2 separate regions of the Triticum aestivum genome follow, and region 1 is linked to region 2. Evidence: chromatin contacts called from public Hi-C data. All regions are on one chromosome and are shown on one strand. Each heading gives the region's core, a stretch centred on a gene start, on an enhancer-like site or on the middle of the called end of the contact. The rest is flanking DNA. Distances are from core to core; before and after follow the strand shown.

Region 1 (5,000 bases), core at 422-2,921, 750 kb after region 2:
CCGAGCTCCAAAAGGGATTTCCGGGAATAATCATCAAACCTCAATCCTGTCGAGCATAGACGGGTTTGCCCGCCCAGTCCTGACGGTATTGAAGTTCGATTGAACTGTTTCAATGGCCTTCTCCATCTTTTCTTTCTGACAATACATAGTGCCAGCTAGTTAGCACCATGCGTAAAAGACTTTACAAGGCAAATATTAACACTTCTAATACAGAGTTGCATTGTTATTTACAGCTTGTTCTTCAACGATCATCTTTTCTTCCTCAATTTCTTCATTAGTGGCATGCCTCAAAACTGCTCTGATACATGATAATCACAAGTTAACGAAGACTAACTTGAAGCTCATCAAGTATAAGAAATATTTAAATGCAAAACTACTCGCCTCTTGTCCGAGTGTTGAAGAACCAAAGGCACACCAAAGAAACCCACTGCTCCAGACTGAAATTTCATGAAGTTTGTGGACGAACTTAACAGGGATGAACGGTTTGAGAGACAACCACAACCTGTGAAATACAGTATTCTCTGGTGAGACCTTGCCCAACATTGAGTTCTAGTAGGAATATGTACTCTGGTTGCTTTGTAAACAAGTAGGAATATGTAAATATGGTAGAAGCAGTACTGAGAAAGAACCACAACATGTTGAATGCAGTATGTTCTGATGATTGATGATGCCTTGTCACATTGTTCCTTGCTGATGAAATTATGTGAATACAGCAGTCTGCTCTTATCTACTTCGTCCGGAATTAGTTGATGCTCAAACAGATGTATCTAGCACTGACATACATCTAGATACATCCATTTGAGTGCCAACTAATTCCGGACGGAGGGAGTAGAAACTAGTTACTTGGAGCCACATTAGCTACTACATCCATCTCACCAGTTTTCCACGACAAACAATGAACATCCAGTGATGAATTTCGTGAGATACATCGATTTATAAATGGCTTCGGTCACTTCTGAATGACCCTGAATTGTGAAGGATAACAACTGTCAATGGTTTCCTGATATCTTATTTATTTAAGTGCAAAGAAATACTAGTATCCCAACAGCCTGGGGAAGACATTAGCTTGAAACCACAAGTAAAGTAATACTAGTACATATTTTCCACAGGCATTGTGAAATGCACGTTGAAATGACTCTCAATTACATATCCAAGTGCACAGTGGAGTATAGAGCTTGCCGTTCCAAATCCGATTCAGTCTTCGTTTGTCTATAGGCTGGCTCGACGCAAACAGCAACCTAAATGCAAAGGTAGTGCCGTGAACGGAGAAGCGATAAAAGCACCGGCATTTGCATTCCACCGCATTCCTGACCTGGGGTTCGTCTTGGCGCTACAGTGCTTACTACGCCGAAACCCGTACCATGAATGATAAAAGCAGAATACGGATGACACTCGCGGGTTTCAACGAAGCGGGAAAGCGCGGGGGAAGGAGGAGCAACCTGGGCGCTGGGGCAGACGGGCAGAGGAGAGGGCGCAGGGCGGGGAGGCCGCCGCCGCAGGGGAGACGGCGTGGAGCGCCATGGCGCGGCAGCAGGCGGAGTGGTAGCGAGGGGAAGGCCGAGTGGAGAGTTGTGGATTGGTATGGAAATTGTGGATAAGGAGAGGAAGGAGGGGAAGGAGGGAAATGGCCGAAGAGGTTTGTGAGCTCTCGTGGGCTAGTAGCGCCTGCTGGACTCCAATTATTTCGCAGATCATGAATGCTTGGTGCCTTCTTATGGGCCGTGCGTAAAACTTGAGAGATTCTTTTTCCATAGTTCATAAAAATGTTTTTATTATTAAAAAACATTTCCAACGTGCATTCAAAAAAATTTCAAACCATGTTTTGGTAAAAAATGTATTTGAAAATTATGAAACATTTATAAAAACATTATTTGTACAATAAAAATGATAAAACTTGTGTGAAAAAAATTAGACGTAAAAACATATACTAGAAAAATGTTAATCATGTATTTGAAATAAGTTAAACATGTGTAAAAAATATTCCTAACGTACAGGAAAAAAATATACAATGCGTATGAAAAATGTAGACATGTGTTAAAAATATAAAAGGGATTTTAAAAATAAAACCAGAGATAATTGATGGAAACTGATGAAAGAAAACAAAGAAACCCATAGGAAAAATGAAAACTCCAAACAAACCGGAGAAAACGAATAAAAACCATAAAATAAATATACAAAACTGAAGAAAACAGAAAAAGGAAAAATTAAACAGACGACCGGCGAAGCAAATGTGCCAACACGCAATAATGGACCGGTCTGGTACTGTAGCGACTGTGGGCGAGCCCTATTATATATCAAGTACGGGCGATACATAGCAATTGCGGTGGGAGCTATATCTGGCCTGTAGTGAGATGCATGCTCCCCTCGCCGGCCCAGTACCGTAGTATGGTTTTGGGCTGTTTTGCAATGGGTTTTCGGGTTTTCTTCTATTTTTTGTGGTTTTTGGTTTTATTTGTTTTCTTTTTAGTTTTTTCTTTGGTTATCTATGTTTCTTCGTTCACTTTTTAGCTTTTTTCCTTTTCTTCATTTTGGTTTTCTTCAGGTTTCTTAACGCAAGTCTACAGTTTTTCGTATACATTAGATACATTTCTTGTACATGTTAAATAATTTTTAAATATAATATTAATATTTTTTTCAAATATATTTTTTGATGCCTATTTTATTTTTCATACGGATTATACATATTTGTTATTATATGGGCTTATCTTTTTAAAATGCATGATTCACAATAATTTTTTTTGAGTTCCACTTTTTCATACATATTATATTTTTTTAATACAATAAGAACATTTTTATATACTCATTAAACATTTTTGAAAATACATGATTAACCTTTTTCAGATATAAGTTTTGCTGTCTGTCTTTTTTAATAAAAAATGGACGTTTTATATATATAGTGGAAACATTTAACTTATATACGTTCAACATTTTTCAAGTACATGATTAACAATTTTTCATATATATATATATATATTCTAATATCTATTTTTTCATACAAGTTGTACATTTTTTGTATACATAAGCAACATTTTTCTTATACACATTTAACACTTTCCAGGTACATCCTAAACAAACTTTTTTCAAACATAGGTTCTAATTTCAAAAAAGTTCCGTACGTATCATACATTTTTCTATTACATTAGAACCATTTTTATACACATTGAACATTTTTCAAATACATGACCTGCATTTTTTTATAAATACATGAGGCATCGGGACAGAAAACAAAAGATGAGCAATATCATATGAGCAGAATAAAAAGGAGTTTGGACCATAGCATGGTTAACAATAAAACTAGAAGCAACATGCACGCTTTACCGCACCGACTCATGAGTCCAACATAAATTTTGCACGTTGCCCCAAGATGTATTGCAAAGAGCCTCCATATAAGAAATTACAATTTGGCTAATTTGGATATAGGAACAATGCATACATCCCCTTCTTGGTACAGTAAACACATTGTTTCATCTCAGACGACAACCATTTAGTCTAGATAAAGGATAACTTTCAGAAAAAGAATTAACCCTTAGAACCTCTTAACAAAAAATTACATTGTCACTATAGAGTAACTTGGAAATTTTCAAATTTTCAAACATGTTATGTAAAATGGATATCTACGGCAATGCTATTCAAATGAAAAAGAAAAAAGAAAAACCAAACATTAATCAACACAGTAAGTTATTTTGCCAAGCCATTGCATTTAGCACCAAGTGCAAATAATTGGTGTTGTTGTTTCACCTCCCTTTAATGAAACAACACATGATGCTACCAATTTCTTGTAATTTTTACGAGCAAGCACGTTGATGATCAAAATCATTGCTGTTATGAACAGACATGCATATGCTCAAAATAAAAAGAGACCATAAAACACCTAGAAATCTTGGGCTGGCCTATTGCGACATAACAAAATAAGAAGAGAGCTAAACTTCTTTCTCTTCCCAGGCACCGCACCTGCATGCACGTTCGGCTTCGCATTATCCTCCCTCCTTCACTTGAACGACGCACTTCATTTGTAAATGGATAGTCAGCTGCACATCAACAACCAGCAAACTTCATTACAAATCCAAGGTTCTCGAAAAACAATACGCCATGGATAGAATAAAACAGATCTAAACAAATAGCATATATACTACCAATTACCATGCCTGAATTAGCAGTAATATGGTATGAAAAAGAATTAGATAGTACTCAAATACGTCAGCTTATATTGCTTACACTAAACAGAAAAATAAAGTAAACTGGAATCATGCTTTCTACTTCACAATGCTTAGAACAGAGTGGGTTTAACAAATAAAGGAAATTATAGGAAAGAAGAAAAATGTACCCTACAACATTGGTACAAACGAGCGCCTTAAGCCGAGTCGGCGACATCAAAGAGAAACAGGGCAGCGCTGTTGTGATGCACTCACCTCCATCATCTCCCAACAACCTCCTCTGTCCCTCCCGAGCTTCTGCACACAAACACAAACACTGACCTGCATGTCTAGCTGTAGAAAAGGGATCACAACACACACACACACACACACACACACACACACACACACACAGAGAGAGAGAGAGAGAACCAGTTAAACCATGTACCATAGTTGGAGGATCCTAGGGACCCAGCAATTAAGTGCAAAACAAAACTATCTAAATATGCACCTTCAGATGGCTGATACTAAAAGTAGTAACCATCAACAGTACAGATAGATGTAATGACATTACTAACTCTAAGAACATGCTGGGGGTTCGTTCAGAATGCTAAGTATCTCTAAGGCTGTGTTTGATAGTAAAGTACCAGAAAACTAAAGTATTAAAAAACTACATTATTTTAGCATGAAGATATAAGATACCACAGTTTTCAGATTGTCTAATTTATTTCAGAATTCAAAGTAATATTACAACATTATGTCCAATCAGCACTCCGATCCTTCCAAGTTAAAAGCTAATGGGTACTATCACCGGACAGCCAGGAACGCCCCCAAGGACATTGCATTAGCACGTACACAGGTATATCC
Region 2 (5,290 bases), core at 1,877-4,376:
ATTTATCATTGATGTAATACGATGTTTATTTTTGGCTGCGTTAGATTTGTTGGCTGTGTGCATCTCTACCATGTAGAGACCGGGCATCCTTTGAATGCGGCTGTATCACCTCGATATATCAATTCAATGAAATGTTCTTTATCGGAAAAAATCAATATTAGTAGGACATCACTGGATGGTGGCCAGTCTCGTCTAGAATGGCACCTAGCCTCTGGAGAATGAAAAAGGAAAGGGGGAATAGCGGAGCGATCAAAGACAATCACAATGAAAAGGGCAAGCAAGCAAGCTAGCCAGTGACTGATTTAAGAAGGGACAAAGTGCAGGGCGCACAAATACAAAGCCATCATCATCTTTGGTCATTGCTTGGGCGAGGCGGTGCATGTGGTCAAATAATCAAGAGACTGTCTATAGACTAATGCGTGGCTTGGCTTGCCATTGCCAATCCTGTGTCGTGAGAGGGTGGAAAGGTCATCTGCCTACCCAAATGATATGTTATCTATCAGGGTTAGAGTGTTGGACCAACCGATGAATGCGATTGTGAATGGACTGCAATATGTTACTAGACAAGTTTCCCTTTTCTGTTGCGACGTGGACTGGTATATATCCTTGTCATGTGAGCTGGACATGTGGCTAGAGTGTGGACCAGCAAATTTTCCACATCCTACTCATGTGGATGACAATGTAAAATATCAATATTTGTAGTAGCATTATTGATGTCATTTTTTTACATCCATGCATATATGCATATCGGTATAATTTAACAAATACAGTATATTTTCCCATGCTTCCTCCACACACTCTTCCTCAAAGTAATAAATGATCCCAATGGATGCAACTTTGACAATACAGGTGATGGTGATTTGACAAAAAGTTTATATGGATAGTGATATTACTAAATTTGAAATTACTTATATTGTTTCCCGTGAGCGAAATGAAATACTCCAGGCAGTATGTGCATTCTGGAAAGCTGCGACGTTTTTTATACCGTTCGACAGCTTAGGCCCTTCTCAGTGCTCCACGGTGTACAAGTGCTAAGGATGCCACATAGGCAGAAAAATGATGTGGCAAAGCAATTAAAAAGAAGAGAGAGGATTATGGTGACCCCAACAAAAACCAATGCTAAGCACGTGAACCTAGACAAAAAGACTACCAACCAATACATGAAGGAGTTTTATTACTAAACAATTAAATAGAGAAGGCTTAGCTACAAAATCTAAGCACCGATGCATTGGGGACATTAGTTGCTAAGCATTTTAATGCACTTAGCACCCCACTTTAGCACCAATGCATTGAGAGAGGTCTTATTAACAGTATTTTTCAGAGGGCTAGTGACTAGCTCCTACAACTAGTCACCATCATCATGCATATGCATGCAATTCTACCAAGATAGAAAATTCATGCTTAGGTACTCGGTCCAACATTAGATTAACGGGCTCTTAGATTAATCGATTGAGAAGGCCCAAGCACCTTTGGTGGCGTTCAAAGATCATCACTAGAGAAAGTCCAGCGGGGGTGTGGTGTGGTGCGCCCACACGATCCGCAAGCCTTTAAATACTCCGCCACAGAGTATACAATTGACCTGGCTGTGCGAGCCCATCGACCCATTTAAGTACGCGCACAGTGCAGAGATCGTTTTTTATATGGAAAAATCGGTGGAAGCTGATGGCAACAGGAACGGCATTATAAAACCCACGCGGTGGCGAGTGCAAAGGCGCGCGCGCGCCCCTCTCGATCTGTCTCGCTCTCCATGGAGCCCAGCCAGCTCCTCCGCTACTCGCCGCCCGGCTGGCCGTCTCGTCCCCCGGATTGGAAGGCTGCTGCCGGTGTGAAACAAATCGGCGACACGCGAGATTTCACCGACGGTGGCCGCGGGAGGAGGCGGGGTGCCTTGGTGCTCGCTGTTGGAGTGTGAGGTACGTTGGTGTCGCTCGCCTCGCGGTTCGTTCAGTGCTTGGCCTTGGGACTCCGCGATTGCCCTAGCGTCATGCCTGAGCTCAGGCGAGAGCTTCCCGCGGGTCAACGGGGAGAGGGAGGGAGCCAGCGTGCCAGGGCCTAAGCCGGAGCGCGACGGAATGCAATGCGGCGACCGTCTGGATTTCCCCCTATCTCTCTCTCTCTTTCTGTTGGTGCTGGGCAAGTACTACTACTGCTCCTTCCCTGCTTCGATATTTTGCTGCTGCTGGCAGGGCAGGGCAGGGTACCCAATGATGACGTGAGGACTTCGATGAGATGTGAATCGGCGCGGCGTCGGGCCGGCATGGCGCGGGATTGGTCGTCGCAGAGTTCGAGCCAGGGCGCGCCGTTCGAGATCGACCGTGACGCAGGGGTCTGTATATGCTATGCTTGGACAGAGCCTGCGTGGTGTGGTTCCGTCCATGTCATTCATGCTCGGAATCGTTCAACAAGGACGGAAACACATCATGCTTATCTATCCGGAGCGTGCCGGCCGTACCACATTGCTTGCTTGCTTGCTTGCGCGCGTCTCATTTCTATGCCGACTGTTTGGCTTTCCAGGCTGCTTGCTGCATTGTGAAGTTTTGGATCTTGACCTGTTGCTATTAAAGAACTCTTCCAGGTTGATGTTGTTTTCTATTTTAATTATTCTCAAGTAGATAGGCATGCTGGGCCCGGGAGTATTATCTACGCATTATTGGTACGAAAAGCACGGTGACTATGACATTGACACATACATATAGTACGTGCCTCATCAAAGACTCAAAAGTGTTTTTCCACCGTGAAGTGACAAGCGACCTGCCATGCCAACCTCGGCAAAAGTGAGATCGACGCGCCATGCTTACCTAAGAACAACGCCACAGTCGTGTACCGGTGTACGGTGTACCATTCTCCATACAAGTGGATTTACATAGAGAGAGCGGGGTACGTACGTCTCTCAGTCTGCAAAAACAAAAAACAAAAAAAAACGTACAGTACGTCTCACAGCCCACTGCCCGGCTCGGCGACAGTCATTTCCATGTTCGTATAGAAGTAGTACCAGCACCGTGGTATATACGTATCTCATCGCCTACGCGATTCACACGTAGTAGTCGACGCAGGCCTCTCGGGGCATCGCTCGGGCGTCCGGTCTGGGCGGGCCCCACCACGCTGGTCACTGACCGGAGGCCGTGGACCAGGTGCGGTGCAGCTGGATGGACCAGCCTAGCGGCGGCAGCATCAACAACCCTACGCGGCGCTGCCGCAGAGGATCCGGCGGCCACGTGCGCGGCTCGCCTTGCCCAGCAAGATCCGGGGCTCACGTGAGCGGCGTGTGGTCCCCGACCCCCACACGCTTTTCCCGCCCCCGAACCGCACCAGGCCCCCACCGCGGACGGAAAGCCCGAGAGGGAAGACGGAAACTGACGCGCGGGGCCCGCGCCAGCACGGCGTCGGGCCCGCATGTCAGTGGCTGGCGGGCAGCGAAAAGTACGCGCCGCGGGCCCCGTGCTCCTTCTTTTTCTCTATCCCTCGCTCGCTCTTCGTGCTTGTCATCACGGAAAAAAAGGAGGCTTATCCTCGGCGCGGGCCCCGCCACATCCGCACCGCGCGCCCTTTTTCTTCTCTCGCCCTGTGGTGCACGACAGCACATGGTGCACCGCGACCACGCCTGCTCCGTGCCCGTGGAGAATCGCCTGGTTTTTTTTTTCCTCGGGGAAGAAGAATCTCCTGGTTATACGCGCGGTTATGCCGCATGATCTGACGCGGTTAACCTGCCGCTTTGTAGGAGTAACTGCTTTTACTGTCTGACTTCGGAACGCAGTATCGTCCAGCTTTTTTCTTTTTCTGAGGGTCGAGTATCCCCAGCTTGTCCGGTGGTCATCAGTACTCCCGTCGATGGCCAATTTCGACTCGTGTACTGAAAAATGTGCCAATTTTTCTGTACCGGTGAACTTTGTGGGTTTATCATCGTTTAGCGTGATACTCTCCGCGTTCTAAAATAAGTGGCTTAAGAGCAACTTCAATGGGGCGATTCATTTCGTCCCCTGCGTCTGTTTGGGTCGGCGCGAATAAAAGTGGTGACCCAACGCGCTGACCCAAACCCAAATCTCGTTCGCCTGGCGTCCGCGCCGATTCATTTCCGGCCCAAAATTGCGCTTGAAATGCGTCGGCGCGTCGACGTCCGCCACGCTTCATCTGTAGGCCAGCCAACTACCGTCCGTCGTCTTATTTATACGACCACCAACAGAGGGTCCATTGGTCAGCCAGTGAAAGCATCCTTTTTTAAGCACGCGTGCGACGGGGCCGGCCTCATCCACTTTCATCCACATTTGCCCCCCACCACTCCTTTTGCTTCCTCACCGGCGACAGCAAACCCTAGCGTGCCATGGGACTCTTCGGTAGCAGCAGCGACAAGGGCAAGGGCAAGGGCACGCCCGACGCCTCGTCCTCCCGTGCTCCTTCTCCGACACCGGCGCGTTTTCGTCCAGGTCACCGGCGTCTGCACATCCCGATGCACCAATCATGGTGGCACGGGGAGTACATGCAGCCGCTGCCCTACCCCGACGTGACGCTGCCGCACCACTGGCATCTGGATCCGGACCGGATCTCCATGCCGGCGGTTCCGCGGACCGAGCGGGTGCACAACGAGGAGGTGCGCAGGAGTCGCCGTCAAGGGCAAGGGCAAGGTCGACGACCTCTAGGGCAGCGTGCGGGGCGACGCAGACCTTTTTTGTTTTAATTAATGTTTAATTAGGTTTAAGTGGACTTTGGCCGGCGATTGACCGGCCACTTATGTTTAATTATGTTTATTTTCTGTGAGTTTTTCTTCTTCTTTTTTCGCGTCGGCACATTTGGGTCAGCCTCCCGTTGGGCGGTCAAGTCGACCTATTTGAGAATGTGGACGCGCACGTCCGCTTGGCCGACCCAAACGGATGAAAAGCGAACAAAGCGTGCGTCCGTTTGGGTCGCCCCGTTGGAGTTGCTCTAACTTTATACTAATTTTGCAGACTCAACTTTGTACTATTTTGGCTTCTAAATCTTTATTGTCCCTATTGTTAAAAAAGAGTTAGTGAATGATGGTCCGCCATCCAACACCCATACACATACTCATCATGCAGACGGACTTACCAAATATAGTGCATCCACACATATCAAATATATCAAATCAACCGTACTTGCCAAAACACGCACCACCATATACCAAACTTACCAAATTAAAACTACCATGGTCTACTTAATAAAAATGCCATGATTTAAATGTTAAAAATGTCATGCTCTATAAAAACTAACTAAATACCCGTGCGTTGCTACGGGGTTAAACAATATTTAAAGAGTGATGGCGTGCGGCCGATTGTCC

What was found. A called contact is a pair of places that touch in the nucleus more often than the background predicts.
Region 1: a contact with region 2 is called in a Hi-C map of leaf, with 7 times the contacts expected there. The contact joins the promoter of LOC123044486 here to the enhancer-like site in region 2. A contact is called at or near these places in 3 of 5 Hi-C or Micro-C datasets (all in leaf) and 1 of 1 datasets of contacts at active chromatin or transcription factors (leaf).

What each region holds. Positions count from the first base shown.
Region 1 is chr2B:223,616,298-223,621,297 of IWGSC CS RefSeq v2.1, forward strand. LOC123044486 (ribosome-recycling factor, chloroplastic) reads right to left here and starts at 1,672. Exons shown (of 12, transcript XM_044467226.1): 1 at 1,440-1,672; 2 at 382-502; 3 at 232-298; 4 at 40-135. The coding sequence starts at 1,521.
Region 2 is chr2B:222,861,440-222,866,729 of IWGSC CS RefSeq v2.1, forward strand. No RefSeq gene overlaps it. Among protein-coding and RNA genes, the nearest start is that of LOC123044483, 16 kb to the left of the region's middle. Within about 2 kb of position 3,127, at least 8 of the 8 cell types and tissues checked have an H3K27ac peak or open chromatin away from gene starts, as enhancers often do. A contact at or near this core is called in leaf, where this site is marked.